Linked DNA regions of Gossypium arboreum: region 2 is linked to region 1. The links are chromatin contacts, called in public Hi-C maps. All regions are on one chromosome and are shown on one strand. Each heading gives the region's core, a stretch centred on a gene start, on an enhancer-like site or on the middle of the called end of the contact. The rest is flanking DNA. Distances are from core to core; before and after follow the strand shown. Region 1 holds the start of LOC108480580. Region 2 holds the start of LOC108482286 (putative pentatricopeptide repeat-containing protein At1g69350, mitochondrial).

What was found. Hi-C and Micro-C count contacts between places; a contact is called where the count stands out from the background.
Region 2: a Hi-C map of leaf shows a contact between it and region 1, with 3 times the contacts expected there. The contact joins the promoter of LOC108482286 here to the promoter of LOC108480580 in region 1. A contact is called at or near these places in 2 of 5 Hi-C or Micro-C datasets (both in leaf).

The regions. Positions count from the first base shown.
Region 1 is chr3:45,432,717-45,436,051 of ASM2569848v2, reverse strand. It overlaps LOC108480580, which reads left to right and starts at 2,011. Exons shown (of 3, transcript XR_008280068.1): 1 at 2,011-2,310; 2 at 2,547-3,335.
Region 2 is chr3:45,575,044-45,578,692 of ASM2569848v2, reverse strand. LOC108482286 (putative pentatricopeptide repeat-containing protein At1g69350, mitochondrial) reads left to right here and starts at 2,288. Exons shown (of 1, transcript XM_017785411.2): 1 at 2,288-3,649. The coding sequence starts at 2,312.

The sequences.
Region 1 (3,335 bases), core at 762-3,261:
GGTATGAAATGATAGTGATTAAAGATTTTTAGTAAGAATGTTTACATGGAAAGCTTAAGGAAGCTCTTTGTTGTGTAATGAATTTGATTAAGTTATATGTTAATCACTATTGTGAATTGTTGTTGGTGCTTAGGCTTGTGCCAAGCAATGTTGGATATGCTCACTATTTTTGCCTTTAGGATTTTATAATGAAATGGTAAGTATTATTTATGATTTACGAACTTACTAAGCATTATAAGCTTACTTGCGTGATTTTCTCCTATGTTTCTAGATAATCGGAGGTTCGTACAAATTGGAAGCTTGTCGGAGATCCATCACACTATCCATCAGCTAAATCGGTGGTTTTTGATGATTTTGAGTCATGGTTATAATGACATGTATAGGTGTTTTGTTTAATGAATTTAGCCATTGTGTTTGGCTTGTATATATGTTATCTTGGCTGATGAATTAGTTGGTATGATATTAAGATTTTATGGTATTTTGTGTGCTTGATAATTTGATGTTCTGTTGGTTAAGATGATAGTAAGGAAATATTGATGGAAATGGTATGGTAACAATGAATGGTTGGTGTGGAATGAATGTAGAATGATGTTGGAAATGGCTAGTTTAAGTAGTTTGGAAGTGACCATCTTTTGGTCAAATTTGTATAGTATATGTTAGTTGGGAAAATGGTCATTTGGTATTAGTTGTGTATGCATTTTGGTATATGAAGATATGGATAAAAATGGCTTTGTAATTGTTCAATTGGTAAATTTAGTGAATGAAATGGTTAGGTGTTAGGTAAGTTTGATTGTTGAAATTGAGGTGCCATTTTGGCATATTGGTTGAATGGATAGTTTCTATGTTGTATAAGCTTGGATATGCATATACAAAGTGTGTTTTAAATGCTTGATTTTAGGTGCAAATGGCTTGTACATGATGTGTGAGTTTGGGTGAGAAAAATGGCTTGGGAATGGGCTATTTTTCGTCCACACGGGCGTGTGTCTCAGCCGTGTGTGACGCATGGCTAGACGACACGGCCATGTGTCCTCTGTAACCTTCAAAGGTTTGCAAGTCAGGCTGTTACACGACTTAGCACACGGCTTGGCATATGGGCGTGTGGGGTTATTTCGAAGGGTACACGGCCTAGCGCACGAACTTGTGGCTTGGCCGTGTAACCCAAGTCAATGAGTTACATGGGTATGGACATAGGCTGGGACATGATCTTGTGTCCCTATTTCGAATGTCCACATGGCCAAAGAAATGGACATGTTTTTTGGCCATGTGACCCTTACAGTTTGAAAAATTTTAACTTTTTCCAAAAAAATCATATGTTTCCGATTTAGTTCTGATTTGTTTATAATGTCTTTTTAAGGCCTTGAGGGCTCATAAAAGGGACCGTATGTATGACTTTGGTTGATGTTGTTATGATTTATGTGATGAATTGTTATTGTTAACTAATTGTACCTTGACATTATGCTCCGATAACACTTCGTAGCTCTAACCTTGTGACGAATATGGGCTAGGGGTGTTACAACCATGAAGAAGATTGTCCTCATCTAATATGTGAAAAGTGTACATTGTGAGGCCCAATCCATCATTCACTCAATTAGTACAAGGTTATTAAGCCCAACTAGACTCTACAAAAGCTCAAGGGCATGTTTACATTAGAAAAATGTTCACACCTAAAAAATAGATGCCTTAACATCTTGGAGGCAACGAAAGGTGAGAAGCCTTCTTATTATGAAAGATGGTTGAAAGCATGGAAGGCTAATGCTTCCATTACAAGGTGGGTGGTTGAGAGAAGTACTTTCTTTGACCAGATTACAAGAAGGTCAATGTTGTTTATACTACTGACATGTATCTCAAGGGTAGAGGAATATAACAAAAACAAACCATGATTATGAGTTATTATATGTTAAAAGATTAACAAACTTAAATATTAAATTATTTATAAAATTAAAAAAAAAAACATTACTACACTATTAAATTAAATCATATTTATAATAAATTTGTAAATATTCTATATGCAACGTGTAAATAATCTAGGAAGTGACGTGTTGAAGTTAAAACACATATACTATAATCGCTAATAACAAACTCCGGAAGGAGTGAAAAAATAATTATAAAATAATAAAAATGATTTCAGTTATTCAGTTGGAGTCGAGGGGGAGTACTAAGCGACGGCGTTTTCATCGGTGGTTTACTCGTTGACCAGGTTGGTTAGTTCTGGTTCTTATTTAAACAGTGTCGTCTCGTCGAATGAGAACTATCTTTTTTCTTTCTCTTTGGATCTCTTCTCTGCTCCCAACCCCATCCAACATTTTTAAGGTATTTTTTTTTCACCTTTTAGAATCTGTAAATTTTATAATTTCATATCTAAAATTTCAAATTTTTTGTGGGGTTCTTTTCACATATACTGAGATTTTAATTTGTATTTTATGAATATAATTATTGGATGATTATGCTGAATCTAAAAGTAAAAGAATAATGAATTGAGATATATTTGAATTATGAACAATTGTCTTCCATCTTCTAAAATCTTTTCTTTCTTTCTTTATTTTCAGGTTTGTTATGTCGGAAGTCCCTGATTTTCTGGTCTAAGATTCTAAGTAGTTAAGAGTTAGTTGTAATTTATTTTTATTGTTATTGTTCTGTCAAAATGTGGAGTTTTGCTTCAAATACCATTGCTAGCATTGGGTTAAAATGTTCAAAAGAGGCGAATCAAGCTTGTTCCGAGTGTTCAGATGATGAGCTGTGTTCAAATGGTAGTAGAGATGAAGGATTAGAGTGTCCCATTTGTTGGGAACCTTTCAACATTGTTGAGAATGTGCCTTATGTCTTATGGTGTGGTCACACTCTTTGCCAAAATTGTATCCTGGGTCTCCAACCTGCTGTTTTGAAACTCCCCACTCAGCAAATCAAGATCCCCATGTTCATTTCTTGCCCATGGTGCCACTTAATAGCGCTACGGCTAGTTTATAAGGGGAACCTCAAGTTCCCTCGGAAGAACTTCTTCATTTTGTGGATGATCGAGAGTTTGAATGGGGATAGGTATGGCATTTCCAGGAGAAATCTATCTGGGGACAATCAAGCCGTTGGCTCTCTGAGATGTAATTTAATGCTTGGCAATCAAGCTATCAGTGGTGTTGTTAGGAGAGGATCATATGCCAATCGTTCTGAACAAAATAGGTCTCTAGATACTGGTGGCAGAAATAATGCTGAGAGGCATCATTTCTCGCTTCATAAATCATTGGATTTCTTCATTCACTTTACATCCAAGTTCCCATTGGTCATCATTTTCCTTCTGGTTGTCTTCTTTGCAATACCGGGGAGTGCTGTTATCTTATTACTCC
Region 2 (3,649 bases), core at 1,039-3,538, 140 kb before region 1:
TTCTTTCGAGCCTTCAAGGTAGCATGGCTATGGGGATGGGAGATTGTGTGCATGAATGTAATTCCACTCTGCTTTCTGAAGATGGCTGGTCTCTGCTTAATTCAGTTGTCATAATTGAACTAGTTGATTAATTCAGTTGTCATAATTGAACTAGTTGATTAATTCAGTTTCTTCATAAGAACTTAACCATATAGTTTTAGGGAAGATAATATTGGGATGTAAAAACTGGCACACTGTCGTGGTCTTAGGCAGGACTTATGAATATCACATGACTTCAGCTGTATATTAGAGTTCAACTAGGTATCCAAGTGTTTTCGCTAACACAATTGAGCAGAAGCAGATAATATAGGTTACAAATTTTGTTGCACTGTGACACAACCTGATTTCTAAATGAACTGAAGCCTATGCTAGCTGACCCATTTGCATCAACTCTTAATCGTGTTGGAACAATGCATAAAAGAACAAGAAGCAGATTAACATGAGAAAGCAATGTAAACAAGCCCTTGAATGGTCATCTTCTTGTCTCATTTCATTTGCTGCATATTCATAGCTTAGCAGCAATGACCTCACGACTTCATATGTTGAAAACCCTTATTTTTCAACTTGAAATGAATCAAATCTCAGAGTATGAAGGGAGATAAGAAGATTGCCGAATGGAGCACAGATCGTGAAGAGTAAGAGAGGAGATTCAACATGCACTACCTGAAATATTTTCACTTGTTTTCAGAAACGTTAAGGGAAGCCCACGAGGAATCGTCCTCATCCTGTTGAAAACCAAAGAGTACATTGCTTAAGGGGCTCCATTATTATCTACCGCAACAGATGCTTCCTGGAGGATGGAAATATCTTTTGACCAACTAACCCCAAATGGATGGATGAATATCTGGTAGAGCTGCTCTCAAGTGAGGAGGCAGTTTTACCAACTGAACTTCACATAGCTCGTCGGCACTTCGAGCTACTTGTGTGCGAGATTATTGGTTCCAGTGACAGTTTAGTATTGTAAGAAGACAATTAAAATCAATGCGGTCTTTATAGTGGTCATCCGTTTTAACATTTTGTTATAATAATCAAGTTTCTAGTATAATCAATTTTTTATATTTTATTTTAACATTTTAGAATAGCTTTTCACTATTAACAGCAAGATCCATAGTTACTAAATAAAACATATTCTCTAAAATTTAAAGTAAAATTATAGCTATTCTATATAAGCAAACCTATTAATTATAATTTATTAAATAAATATATTATTTTGATAAAATTTTAAATTTCACATAAAAAATCTATTAATCACATTTTATTAAATGAAAATAAGCTTCAAGGAGTGAAACTAAATATTCTACTATGAATTTGGAATATTTTAAATTTATAAATTGATTATTTGAATTTAATAACTCATGATAAATTAATTAATTTAAATTGATAACTCATAATGATTAATTGAACTTGTTAGATTTATAAATTTCATAATTAATCATTTGAAAAATATAAAATAAAATATGCATAAAAACAAGAATACAGTACATGTTATATGTCTTTTAATATTGTAAAATAAAATAAGCTTTCTTTTTGAACATAATTCTTACTTTCTTTATTTGGCTTACAACAATTATCTCTCTCTAACAATCACATATCTATTATTTATTTTTTAGATTAAAAGAAAGCAACGATTAGGTGATAATGGGAACTAATCAACTTCTATATCCAGGGCAGCAAAGCACTCATCAGACGTCTGATTCAATAGAATTAAATAGATTGATTAAACTTCAACAAATTGTGACACTCTAGGAGAAATAAAATTTTATATTTCGAGAAAATAATTATAGTTAAAAGAAAAGCAGAATTATAATCAGTCCAACTAAAAAAATTATAAAAATTAAAAGATAATATATTTTAGAAAATTATAAAATGTAGTTCCATCGGCTAGTACTGTTTTAAAGGTTAATTGGTTCTTTTGCGTCTTTTTTTTTACAATACTACTCGGATTAGTTTGCAGTTAAACAAATTTGATCCTATTCAAAATTGATAGTTGATAAAAAGTTAAAGGCATAAAAATAAAAAAACAAATACATTGTTACAAAATAATAGAATTTTATAATTTTTGGTTTTTTAAAATAAATTGCAATTGAATTGGAAAGAATTCATATGTAATATAAACTTAGTTAGGGATTTAATATTTGAAAATTAAAATTAAAATCTTAACCATCCCAATTTTTTTGGAATATGAGGAGACACCTCTGGGTTTGGTTCCCTCATTTTATTCGGCTATCTCTACATAAAAAATGGGCCAAGAGCCCAAACTACTGTTGTTGCTATGGTCAGTTCATACTTCACCCCTTGGTGGCCTTCGCGACTTTTCTCTTTCCACGCTCACTCTCTCGCTTCTGCAATGACCACCCTTTACATGCCATTATTCAGATCATGCACCAATCTCAGATCACTAGCACAACTCCATGCCCACCTCTTAGTTACTGGGTTTCACCATGACCCACTCCCTTCCACCAAGCTCATTGAATCCTATTCCCAAATGGGTTCTTTTCAATCTTCCAAACTTGTTTTCAGATGCTTCCCTAACCCAGATTCTTTCATGTGGGGTGTTCTAATTAAATGCTCTGTTTGGAGCAACTTGTTTCAAGATGCCATTTTTCTCTACCTCACTATGATAAAGAATGACCAACTCCACATCAGTAACTTCATATTTCCTTCTCTTTTGAGGGCCTGTTCTGGTTTTGGTGATCTGGGTATTGGTGAAATGGTCCATGGGACCATTATAAAAAATGGGTTTGAGAAAGATACTGTTATTCAGTCTTCACTTCTTTCCATGTACGGCGAAATGGGATGTTTAAGTTATGCTAAGAAAATGTTTGATGAAATGACAATAAAAGACTTGGTTTCCTGGAGTTCGATTATTTTGAGTTATGTTGAGAATGGGAAGGCAAATGAAGGCTTGGAGATGTTCCGTTTAATGGTATTGGAAGGTATTAGACCGGACTCCATAACAATGCTTAGTGTAGCTGAGGCTTGTGGCGACTTGGGATTTCTGAAATTAGCAAGGCTGATTCATGGTTATATAGTGAGGAGGAGGATTGAAATTGATGGTTCATTGGCTAGTTCCCTTGTTGCAATGTATAGCAAATGTGGTGACTTGGATAGTGCAGAGAGGATCTTTCTAAATATAACGAACCGTAGTACTGCATTGTGGACTGCAATGATATCTAGCTATTTTAGAGCAGGTAGGTTTGCAGAAGCGTTAAAGTCTTTCTTTGATATGTTAGATTCTCGTGTGGAACCGAATTCAGTGACCATGATGAGTGTTTTAGGGTCTTTTGCAGGGCTAGGTTGGCTTAGAGAAGGGAAGTCGGTTCACTGTTACATTATTAGGAAAGAAATGGATCTTGAGTACGATGTTTTAGGGCCTGTTTTCATAGAACTATATATGAAATGTGGAAAGTTGAACTATTGTGAAAAGGTTCTTCACGTTGTTGGAGGAAGAAATATCGTGGCATGGAATATGGTCATATCAATTTGTACTGAGAAAGGGTTGTTAAAAGAGGCATTGGCACACCTTGTGCAGATGCAGACCTTGGGATTAATGCCTGATTCATTCAGCCTAGCAAGTTCTATCTCAGCTTGTGCTGATGGAGGTTTATTG